Regions from separate parts of the Mus musculus genome. Here region 2 is linked to region 1. A link is a contact called in public Hi-C data. All regions are on one chromosome and are shown on one strand. Each heading gives the region's core, a stretch centred on a gene start, on an enhancer-like site or on the middle of the called end of the contact. The rest is flanking DNA. Distances are from core to core; before and after follow the strand shown.

What was found. A called contact is a pair of places that touch in the nucleus more often than the background predicts.
Region 2: a Hi-C map of the N1E-115 cell line shows a contact between it and region 1, with 4 times the contacts expected there. The contact joins the promoter of Scn9a here to the enhancer-like site in region 1. A contact is called at or near these places in 2 of 39 promoter capture datasets (the HPC-7 cell line and macrophages), 4 of 484 Hi-C or Micro-C datasets (the N1E-115 cell line, nephron progenitors, neural stem cells and 1 more) and 2 of 9 other capture datasets (adipose tissue and pancreatic islet).

Annotation. Positions count from the first base shown.
Region 1 is chr2:66,593,676-66,599,918 of GRCm38.p6, forward strand. All of the region lies in intron 1 of Scn9a (sodium channel, voltage-gated, type IX, alpha), which reads right to left. Among named protein-coding and RNA genes, the nearest start is that of Gm35265, 37 kb to the right of the region's middle. Within about 2 kb of position 3,811, at least 30 of the 459 cell types and tissues checked have an H3K27ac peak or open chromatin away from gene starts, as enhancers often do. A contact at or near this core is called in the N1E-115 cell line and pancreatic islet, where this site is marked.
Region 2 is chr2:66,631,424-66,637,666 of GRCm38.p6, forward strand. Scn9a (sodium channel, voltage-gated, type IX, alpha) reads right to left here and starts at 3,539. Exons shown (of 27, transcript NM_001290674.1): 1 at 3,033-3,539. Gm35265 (a long non-coding RNA gene) reads left to right here and starts at 2,341. Exons shown (of 7, transcript XR_374598.4): 1 at 2,341-3,058.

The DNA of each region.
Region 1 (6,243 bases), core at 2,561-5,060:
CTAGCTCTCAGGAGACTGAAGCAGAAGAATCACAAATTTGAGGCTAGCCTGCCCTACATAGCAAGTCCTGTTCTCATAAGAAGAATAAGGAGAGGGAAAAAAGACTAGATTATCATACCAAGAGCAAACTTGATCCCTGATTCCTAGCTAGCTCTTCTTCTCTGCATGTCTTTCATATGCATCCAGGGCTGTTCCCACAGCACTGTGCTGTCCTGACACAGCCTCCACTGAATCAGCAGGACCAGCTTTTCTTAACCTTTCAGCATCTAAAACTGTAAGCTACAGAAATACTCTCTCCTCCCCCCCCCCCCTTTTTTAGCACTTAGGCTCAAGTACCTTTTTATGGCACAGACTAAAAAATATAAGGAAAATCAGGAAACTACATTATTCAGCATTCCTCATAAGTAGAGATGATACTATGGAAGATGAAATGTGAGAAGGGTTACAGCATGTCCATACGATGCCTGAAAGGTGAGAAGGGTAAAATTCCTCAGTCTTTTTTTTTTTTTTTTAACTTCAAATGAAATATTAGTGCATAATGATCTTAGGCCACAAGGTTGCTGTTACCTTGGGGCTAGGTTGGAGAACAAGTGATATTTGAAGCAGATAGACTATGTGAGTTCTTGGTGGCTTTGTGCAATCACTCAAATCCAAACTAGTCAACCAATCGTAGATACTCAATGGAAGCATTTATTGAGGGCCTGTGTAGGTTGATCTCCGCTTAGTTGGGGAGAAAGGTTAATAAATAAATGAAAATATTTTAGCACAGGTTATACTTTTTAATTAGGAGATACAATGGCTGTTTTTCGTTTCTGTGTCTGAAGTATTGGAGATGGGACCAAGGGTAATCTGCCTGCTAGACAAGCACTTTCCTGCCTTGTTACTTATTGGATACCTTCCTCGTTTGACAGTTTCATACATTTCAATAACAGATTTTAATCACTGTAACCCCATTGCTCCTTCATCTCCATCCATCACCCACTGAACTGCTTCTACCCAACAACTCCCTCGCCCATCTCCATGGTTTATTTGTGTGTGGTTCAATGAGTTTAATTGGCATTATTTGCCTAAGCCTGGGTAGGAGGCTGTGCATTCATGCCAAGGAATCCTTTCAGAGGCTACACTACTGACAAAAGTGACAGCTACTTCCTTAGCAGCCATTCACTGCCAGTAGTCCCTCTGGGAGGGATGTGGTCTCATGAGCTCTTCCCTCCCTTAGGACGAATGTTAATAGGACCAATCACATGAGGGTACATGCAGATAACCACTGCTGCCATAAATTGCTGGGTATAATGGCTGTGTCAGGTCCACAAGACTTCTATTTCCTGTGTTTCTTTACATCCTTTGGCTCTTGCATTCTTTCTGCCCACTCTCCTACAGTGTTCTCATTGATTAGGAGTAGGTGGTATAGCTGTTCCATTTAAAGCCAGGAACTTCACCATCAACTGTTGTCTGCTCCTTGGCCATATTATAATAAGCTTATAAAATGAAGGGCTATCAGATAATCTGATATTCTTTAATACTATCATAAATCATGAAAAAACTGGAACTTTGGCAGGTTTTTTAGAATATATTTGTGATGGTTTGTATATCCTTGGACCAGGGAGTGGCACCATCTGAAGGTGTGGCCTTGTTGGAATAGGTGTGACCTGGTTGGAATGGGTGTGTCACTGTGGGTATGGGTATAAGATTCTCACCCTAGCTGCCTGGAAGTCAGTCTTCCGCTAGCAGCCTTTGGATGAAGTCGTAGAACTCTCAGCTCTGCCTGCACCATGCCTGCCTGGATACTGCCATGCTCCTACCTTGATGATAATGGACTGAACCTCTGAACCTGTAAGCCAGCCCCAATTAAATGTTGTTTTTATAAGACTTGCCTTGGTCATGGTGTCTGTTCACAGCAGTAAAACCCTGACTAAGACAATATTTATTCATTTGTTTTTAAGATTTACTTATTTGTTATATGTAAATACACTCTAGCTGTCTTCAGACACTCCAGAAGACATGTCAGATCTTATTATAGATGGTTGTGAGCCACAATCTGGTTGCTAAAATTTGAACTCAGGACCTTCAGAAGAGCAGTCAGTGCTCTTAACCTCTGAGCTATCTCTCCAGCCCGCTTTGGCACTATTTAACATACTTTCAGAGGCACAGAAAAACAACAACTTTATTTGGAAGAAAATCCTTGCATTCTTCCTATGAACCCAGAAACAGTCTACTTCCTCCCTAACCATACCCTTCTCTGCTATCTTTTTGTAGCCCAGACAGGCTTCAAACTTATCATCTGTCCTCCTGTGCCCTCTCCCCTTTTTCACTCCTGAGTACTGAGTCCTGGAGTTATACGTATATATGTACTATCATAATCATAAGAATTCATAATATAAATATGCATTAAAAGTATGTACTCCCTGCTAATGATAATATTTAAGTTAGACTTCCACATATCACATACAGACATCTTTAAACATCTCATATATACAAATGCCTATATTAAAGCAAATTAATCTTCCTAACTGACACTTTCCTATCAGCCTCACATGTGATGGTTAATGCTGGTTATTAGCTTGACTCTCCTTGGACCTAATCTCCGGGCCTGTCTGTCCGGAATCGTCTGGATTAGGCATGGTGTGGACTCGTATATTCATACAGATGATGCTATCTCTTGACCTGGGGTTCCTGCCTGAGTAAACAGAAGGCAAGCTGAGCAGAAGCATTAATCACTCTTTGCTTCCTGTCTGAGGGCACAGAATGACCATCTGCCGCCTTCTCTCACCTCTTGCCCCTCCCTGCCATGAGGGATTTTCATCCCCTGCAATTGTCAACCAAACAGAACTGATGAAGTTGTTTTTGCCAGGTACTCTGTCACAGAAATGAAATAATTAACACCACTCAAATCAAGTTTATGGCCTAGAAATGAAAACCCAACTACTCTAAGACTATGTTTATTAATCCCCACTGAGGCTCAGTAACTATTAACCATCTTGATTTGATATGCAAACCTCAGCCTGCAATTTTCAAATCCCTTGTTCTGAAAGGATCCGCATTCAAATAAGTCAACATTACAGTGTAACCATTGGCTTTTTTAGATGAGGAGATCTTTTTATGTGCACCATTCATTTGAAAGAGAAACCACTAAACACTGTTTGAAGAGTCTTTTGTGATTTCCTATGACCCAATGTAAATTAGAAAGTAAACCACCTCCGTGTTGATACTCTCAAGTGTGAGTGATCTTGCTTCATACTCATGCCTAAGTTTATCACTTGGTATTATAGTACTTTAAAGGTTGTAACACTTAAAACTTTTAATGGGGCACAAATACAATGTATGAAGTCTTCATTTGGGAATGAACAGAATGGAAAGGGTGGGTAACCTGCTAGAGAAGTTCACTCGAGCACTCTTGAGCATAGCGAGTAGCGAAAGCTCTGTTTACGGGTGATGCTTGCTGATGTTCTGAATTCCATTTTCCTCCTTTGTGTTGGTTTGTGCCAGTGAGACCAAACCTATACAACGCAGTGATCCTGCCGAAAACCACTTCTGATTTAATGAATACTTGAAGGAACCTGAAGCCTTTCAATCCAACCTGGACACTGAGGTGTCCTTTAGAGGGTCTGATAGCTTGTCTAAGCAGACTGTGACACGGGTAATCAAGCCAGAACAAAAGCTATGCTCTGCTGTTCCCCAGTCCAGTATACACAAATATACAAATATAATACTGGGAGAGGGATCTCAGTGCGTATAAAAAGCTTACAGTACGAGAGTCCATGCCTCGGAATATTTATTTGCCATGAAGGTCTTGGCATGTGAGTCACTGAAGAGTTTTCCTGATGAGTCATTTGGTTTTACGCAGCAGACCTGAGCTTAGAAATTCAATCAGTGACTAGCTTGTTTGGTGAGCTGTTCTTGTAATTAAATAAAACAATCCCAAGAAATGTAATCGAATAATGCCTGCCCATCAAGAATCTAGAAGCCACACTTTGTCCGTGTGTTTAAGGCAAATTTCTGGCCAACTGTTCTTTAAAAATCAAATTTAACATGACAGGCAAGTTGTTTTTAACTTCCTTAGGGGCACAGTCAAGTAATCACAAACCCTCAGACCTCAAACGTGGCACAGAAAAGACTCATTATCTGTGTAACAGCCTTCCAGTGACTGTGGCATGATCTTTAACTTGGATCTTCCTCACTTTAATTTTTAAATATGCAAAAACATATTGCTTGAGAACTATGTTAAAGTGTAACCCATTTTTATGTGCTTAAATTGTCATATGTACCTGCTCCTAAGTGCAATCGATTGAAGAAGATTAATGAGACGGTCTATAAATCTGTTAATTCTCACACAAAAACTTCTAGATTGAAAAACACACATTTCTTAGCAATAAAATATTGAGTTTATTTTATCTAAGTTAGTCCCTGATCAATAAATCTCTTTATCATAAAGCTTACCATTGCAAAGAAGAAAGTTAATTATTAGTGTAAAAATCACTTTTAATAGGCTGGAGACAGCTCAGTAGCAGAATACTTGCCTAACACACACAAGGCCATGGGTTTTATCTTGAGCACCACACACATCAAAATACAAATGACAACAACAAGACATCTTAACATAATAAATCAAAATAAAGTTAGATAACCTGTGTGAAATAAAATGATCTATATATGGTGTTCCTGGGTGTTCTCCTGTCTGGGGGCGGGGGTGTAGAGTACAGTTGGGCTCTCAGATGTTCAAGCATTGGCTCTGCATCAGTTGAGTAAGCTTTCACTGTGGTGTAGACTCTCAGATGCTCTGAAAGTATAGTTCATGTCCCTGGGGCTATGTTTTGCTGTCTGGATGACTTCTTGGGATGCTAAGGAATTCTACATCTACATCCCAAGACACTGTGCAAGGGGTTTGGCTGCCTGGATGGTTTCTTGGAAAGAAGTCAATTTATAAGCCCAGACAACCCAGTCTCACGGTTCCTCCTGTTTCTGCCTTCTTGCTTTGAGACTGCAAGCACAAACTACCATACCTAACTTTTAACAATGTAATTGCTAGAGGATCTAACTCAGGTTCTTGTGCTTGCAAACACTTTACCTATTGAGCTCCAATGCATAAGAATTCTTTCCTGAAGCCTTTCCTTCAGTTAGCACATTCTGACAATAACAGCTGCGCTCTTTAAGAACGGTTGGCTGTCTCCCCAGTATTTGTGTGCTTTGCATTTTTTAATTAAAATTAACTTTACTGTTATAAATAGTAGAAAAGAAAGAACTCAGTCATGTTTTTGTTCATTCTGTAATATCACATCTGTAAGAATGGAGAACAAATGGAAATGAAGACAAACTGTTTTTAAATAATATGAAGGGAACAGAACAGACTTGTGGGATTTTTTTAACGTCAAACGATTTATTTTAAGAAAATACAATTTATAGTTGACTATACACAAGTTTTCACCCTGATACTTGTATTTAAACATCAGCTTCCTAACACAAATGGAAGTGCATTTACAGAACAGTGTTTTTACTGGACCTTCTGTGTCAGTCTTTTATTATTATTACTATTTCTTATCTTATTTTTATTGGTTATTGTATTTATTTATTTTTCAAATGTTGTTGCCCCTCTTCCCTTCCTGGTCTCTTCCTGCAAAGTATCCATCCCACCTCCCCTCCCCTTTACCTCTAAGAGGGTGCTCCCCCACCTACCTACCTACTCCCACCTCACCTCTCTAGCATCCCCCTACACTGGGGTATCAAGCCTCCACAGTACCAAGCTCCTCCTCTCCCATTGATGCCAAATAAGGCTATCCTCTGCTACATAGGTAGCTGGAGCCATGGGTCTCTCCATGTATACTCTTTGGTTGGTGTTTTACTCCCTGGGATCTCAGGAGATGGCGGGGGGGGGCGGTTCCGGTTAGTTGATATTATTGTTCTTCCTATGAGGTTGCAATTCCCTTCAGCTCCTTCAGTTACTTCCCCTAGCTCTTCCACTGGGGTCCTGGGCTCAGTCCAGTGGTTGGCTGTGAGTGTCTACATCTGCCTTTGTCAGGTGCTAGCAGAGCCTGGGAGCATTTCTTGGCATCCCAGTAGTGTCAGTGTTTGGTGTCTGCAGATGGGATGGATCCCAAAGTGGGGCAGTCTCTCTTTCAACCACTGCTAGTTTGCTGGTTCTATGCTGTAAAACTAAAATTTCTGGTTTTATACTTGTGGCCTTCTAATAATATCATGCTTATTTCTTGATACACTCATGCTTACCAAGAACATGTCAGTTATATATTT
Region 2 (6,243 bases), core at 2,289-4,788, 37 kb after region 1:
TGACAAAGAAAGTTATAAGATCAAGAGAATCAAAAAATAAACCTGTTTTGACAGGGTATCAACAATGATCTGCTGGATACAGAGATCTCTTAGTTGAGATATAAAGTTTGAGAAGTAGCTTGACAAACACACACACACACAGAAACACACACACACACACACACACACACACACACACACACACACACACACACGACAACAGGCAACAGAAACAAGAAACAGTATTTGAGATATCCCTTGGCTGTGATATTGGCTGTGATATTGCTTCTAGTGTTCCAGGCACACTAACATACCAGTTTGGTAGGAACACACACACACACACACACACACACACACACAGAGAGAGAGAGAGAGAGAGAGAGAGAGAGAGAGAGAGAGAGAGAGAGAGAGAGAGAGGGAGAGAGAGAGAGAGAGAGAGAGAGAGAGAGAGAGAGAGAGAGAGAGAGGAAGAGAGGAAGAGAGGAAGAGAGGAAGAGAGGAAGCGAGGAAGAGAGGAAGAGAGGAAGAGAGGAAGAGGAGAAGAGAGGAAGAGAGAGGCAGACAGACATGAGATCAGAGGGAGAGAGGGAAAGGGGAGGAAAGAAGGGAAGTTGGGTTTTGCAGAGGTTAGAAAGAAGAGACAGATCAGAGAAGTTCAAAGAGTAAAGAGCATGCTAGAGGAACTTGCTATTGCTACTTCTCAGTCTTGCTGTTGCCACGTTTAATTAAAAAAAAATGCAGCAATGAAACAGTGAGTGTTTTAAACAGTAAACATGATGATACCGCTTCCAATGGAGAGTAAATTACAGGAAAGCAAATCACTGAAGTGGGAGAGAAGTATTTGAAGTACTATTGCAAACGAGGCTGACCTGAATCAACTTGGTGGCTGTGTAGATAGAAATTCTGGTGGATGAGATGCATGTGGGAGAGAAGACTGGAAGATCTTTCTAGAGGTGGGCAGAAGGACATGAGGTCATGAGGGGAGCACAAAGAATCAAAAATGTGAATCACACATTCTGATTATAAACATTGGGGAAAAAATTAGAAATCTCTTAGGCAAAAGCAAATATTATTAGCACGGGGGCATCTGCACGGGTCCATTTACAACTAATAAGCTTTAGCTCCTTTAGAAAAGTCATGATAAATTTTAGAAAAAAATACCACACAGATGCACATCCTTCTCACACTTGGCCACCGTGTGATGTGCAAACATAATTCAGCGCTTTTATTGTCTATGCAAATGAACCAAATGATTTTCCCTTGCCGTGGACAAAGAGAGTCGAGAATATTAAATAATGTGAATAAACGGCACTGCTGCCTTCTCTTAATTTCTTTGCAGTCAAATCACCCCAGCAACAAGTAGCAAAAAAAAAAAAAAAAAAAAAAAAAAAACCCACACACACAGAAGCATTACAGTTGGAGGGCTCCCATGATTACCTGCGGCTCCCCTGGGGGTGGGGGTGGGGGTGGGGGGCGGGGGGAGCTAGAGGCGCTGGATGCTTTTGGCAGACATCCAAACCTGACTCAGCTCTCTCCTTAGCAGCATCAGGTACACTGAAAGCCTAGTTCTGCATCACAGAACTCCAGGCACACTTTATGCACACCCAAGCTTCTGTGTACCGAGCACATAATGGTTTACTTCTAAAAGTGAACCCTCCTTTAAACAACTGTAGTTGCTTTTAAAAAGTTACCGTGAACAAAATTGGCATCAGTGGTCTAAACAGTTCGTCTATGTTCCATTACATCAAACGCCATATTTTGCCTGGCATCTGCTAATGAATGAGTTAGTCTAACAAACATGGTAATATGATACATAGAAATCTGATAGAAGTAGCTTTTAAATGAAAGAAATTCCATTTATCTTAAATTGTAAGAATTAAAACTCCAACTTAAATACGTGAAAATGGCAAAAACAGAAAGAAAGGATGTCTCTTTCACCTGTGTACAGGGAACGGAGCTAGGAAAAAAAAAAAAAAATGTTTCTAGGCAGAAATGACTCTGCCCCCAACAGCGACTCACAGTCGGCAACCAAAAATCCCATCATTTGTGTAAAAGCATATATTAATTTGGTCTTTATCTTTTATAAGTTTTCTTTGAGGGAAAAAAAATGCCCCAAATTTGGTTCTGGCAAAATTGCTGTTGGATTAAAGTAATTTACTGTTGACTCTAAAACTTAAAAAAAGAAAAAGAAAAAGAAAAGAAAGCCTTGTAAAACTTTTTGCTATGATTTAAAAAACTGGCTTTAGTTTATTTGGTTGGTTGGTTGATTGATTAATCTTGTTTGGAACACACACACACACACACACACATACATACACACACACACACATGCAAAGAAAAAAAATTCACCCTTCGAGAGTTCATGATATTCAGTTGTACTATATACCAAATTAAAATGAACTAAAACTTTTAATTTTCATTATAAAGTGCTCATTGACCTGAAAAACAAACAAACAAACAAACAAACAAACTGTTAAGAAACGGGCTGGTTCTTTATTTGCCTGTTAATGCTTCTCTGGGGTGTGTAGATTTTCTGATCTTTCCTAGGTAAGTCAGCAATGCTGTGTCTGCGTGTTTATCTTTGCAGACACTCGCTCTAAAGCACATGCCTTTTTATTAGCTAGTCAAGAAGCATAAGCTGGCCCTGGTCCTGAGACCCATGTAACAACTCCACTGGAGTAGACGGAAAAGAAATAACAGACTGTTAAGCATCTCTACCTTTGTGTATATTGTTGAACCCGTAGGAGCCGCAAGAGTGTGATTTTTTGGGGGGGGGGGGGTTGGGAGCGTAGCTTTCCGGTTGAAATAGTTGGATTTCATTCTCTGCTGACCCCACCTTCCCCGCCCCCAATCCCCACCTCTTTCAGCCCCTTTAAATTCCTGGTGGTGCAATCCTTGGTGGCTAAATTCGAGTTTGTGAAAAACGGACACAGGTGGGTGTGGCAGTTGAAGGGAGCAAAGGGACCTTAGGTCCTCTTTCTTCCACACTCGCGGGAGTAGCAAGAGGTTGGGAAAAAAAAAAAAAAAAAAAAAAAAAAAAGACTTTCACTGACCTGGCCCCACGGATCATGCCCACCCGGTGAGTGCACCTGCGGATTCTGATCCAAGGGAAGTCTTCCTCTCTTCCCAGGCTTCTTTCTTCCCTCTGCTTCTTTCTTTGAAATCCTGTTGCTCACAGTGCCTGCTACTAGGAGTCCGGGATACCCAGGCTAGACCAGACCAGCCTGCACAGTGGGCAGGATTGAAAAGGCTAGAGTCGCAATTGGAGCGCAGGCTAGGCCTGCACGGAGTCTGTCTGTTTCTAGTCTGCTCAGGATGAAGCGACCCCGCCCTCGGCTGCCAACCGCGTCGCTAGGCCTCCTCGATGCTCCCTGAGCTCTCGGGTCCCCACCCCTAGCTCCCTCCTCCCAGCCCGGTAGACGGTGCAGGGCGGAGACCTGGCGATTGGGCGTGGTGATGCTAGGGATGCGGCAGCCTCTATACTCCGTGCTAGAAGAAGGGACAGGAGGTGGGTCGCACAGCCTCTCACCCGCGGCCACCTCTCTGGGTGGGGTGTGTGCGAGTGTGCGCCAGTGTGGCGGGCAGCTAAAAAGGCCCTTCCATCACCTCGCCCCACCTCCCTCTAGCTCCTTCCTTCCCTCCAGTTCAGTGCTAATGTTTCCGAGAAGCCACTTTATGTGGCTTGAAGGCTGAGTCGGAGAAAAACTGCAAGGCAGAGAAGAATGACAAAGGGTTGGAGCTTGGGGAGAATGTACAAAGCATTGTCCTCCAGGTGCCTCCCTGCCTGCAGAACACTGTTCCCTCCTTTGGGGTTTGCCCTTGGTAGAGCTGGGTAGTGAATGCTCAGAACCGATTTTTAGGCTGTGTCCTTTTCCTGTTTTGTTTGTTTGTTTGTTGTTTTTGTTTTTATAAGTGAGTGTGCAGTCTTCTAGATAGGCAAAGAATGCATATTTCTTTTTGAAGTTTGACTAGGCTGTAGAGGCTGGTCTAGGTGGGGAGGAAGACTTGGTTTAGATTTTCCTAGACTTAGGACCGCTCACCAGGATATGCAATCAACCCCAGGGATGGTGAATTTCAGAGATTAGTTCAGGGACTGTGGAAAGAAATTGTTCTTGGTGTGTGTGTGTGTGTGTGTGTGTGTGTGTGTGTGTGTGTGTGTGTGTGTGTGTTGTGTTGTGCAGAAACTTGGCAGGGGAAGCAATGGCAGAAACACAACAACAATCTGCGGAAAGAAGACATTGGAGGATGGCAGATTCTGAGACTTGGTGGATGGACTTCATGACCCAGCTTTCAGAAAGTTCAGGGCAGGTCAGATCAGCTTGATGGGCAAGGCTTTTTCTGCAATACTGTGCCAATCGCTCCACCCCCACCCCCACCCCGGGGAAGTGAAGCTTAAGTTCAATATCCACAGTTTGAAGCACCACATCTATATGGCCTGCTGTGCTGGAGGAAAGAGGGACTTTAATACTACACCCTTGAAAGGCAAAAATGTGCTACAAAGTGTGTACAAACACTTTAATTTTGGGGGCTGGAGAGATAGCTCAGTGGTTAAGAGCAGTGACTGCTCTTCCAGAGGTCCTGAGTTCAATTCCCAGAAACCACATGGTGGCTCACAACCATCTCTAATGGGATCTGATGCCCTCTTCTGGTGTGTGTCTGAAGAAAGCTACAGTGTACTCAGACACATAAAATAAATAATAATAATAAAAAACTTTAATTTTGGAGATAGCTCTCTGGAAAAATCATTTGACAGTAATTCTTAGAACTGTGTGCTAGAAAAGTAGTCACCTTTTACCTGGATGATTTCAGATGTAGGAAGAGTTCAATAAAAAACATAATGTACCATTTTTTTTAAACAATTCTAACTGTAGAGCAATTTTAGGTTCTCAGCATCACTGAGAGGACACATAGTTTCTTGTTCCCAGGTATGCAAAGAATCCTTTTATTACCAACATCTTTAATTCCATAGTCTGGATCTACCATAGCTGATTATTTCATTTCTTCATTACTTTCCAGTATTGGGGAATTTGAGTAAAGCATCTATAAATGTGTGTGTGTGTGTATGTTTGTAGACATAACATTTCAATTCCTTTCAGTAAATACCAAGAATACTACCATTAAATTGTATCATAAGAGAGATTAAATATGCAAGAAAATGGCAAACTATTCCAATGAGTCCATGTCTTTTTTTTTTTTTTTTTTTTCCCCTCACCAGGCATGGCTGAGAGTTCCTGCCAACATCTCTGCTGGTGTTGTATGTGTCAGTGTTTCAGATTTCAGCAGTTAGAAGAGATGTGAGGTTGTATCTCAGTTATGCTGTTGACAACAGTGGTATGATCTGCATCTCCACAACCATGGTGCAGTGTGGTGTCAGCAAAGTTCTCTGACATGTTCTTAAATCAGGTTAATGTGTTCTTGTATTCTAAGAGTTCTTGGTACATTGCAGCTAATGTTCCCTTATGTGTTTTGGAACTATTTCATTCAGGTTGTGGGTTTGTCTAATCATATTTTCTAACAAACACTGGCTTTTTCATAGTAGAAAAGCTTATTATAAACAAGGTATAAATTATCAATTCATTCTTTCATGTATTTATGCCTTTTCCTTACAACTAAAGTATGACCATGTCAACTGGATTGCCTATTTCTTTCTCACTTTTCTGTTTAAAGCATCCATTAACAGCACACTCTTCCCAGGGCACATCAGCTCTCTAAGAGTTTGCTAAAGACAAAATATTCTTTTGTTTGTCTAAGGAATTTGATGAAATATTTTTGATGATTTTTCATAAAGGCATGGTGAACATAATTCATTATTTTTTCTTAATTCTTTTCATTTTTCAACTCTTTATTTAATTTACCATTTTCTGTTTCTCAACTATCCTGTAATATGTTACTATTAACCTATATTATGTGATTCTTACATTTTTGTCAGCCATATGATTTTTGTCTGTTTAAACATGAAGACCATCTCCTTGAATATTCTTTTGAGTATAACAGTGTACACTGATTATTTGACACTCAGAGTGGCATCCCATGCAGACATTGTGGAGAATACCTTAGACAAAGTTTGGGTTAAGTTTGAATTATGAAAGGCAGAGTACACCTGGTTGATCAGCTAGTGACCACTAAGTTACTAAGAATTTTAAAATCCGCTCATCTGTGATTCTGTTAGAAAAATGTGAGGTGTCTATGTGTATAAATTAGTATCTATCATGCACACACATGAAAAATTAGAAAGTAAGTGTACTTTTGTGATAATATTGTTTT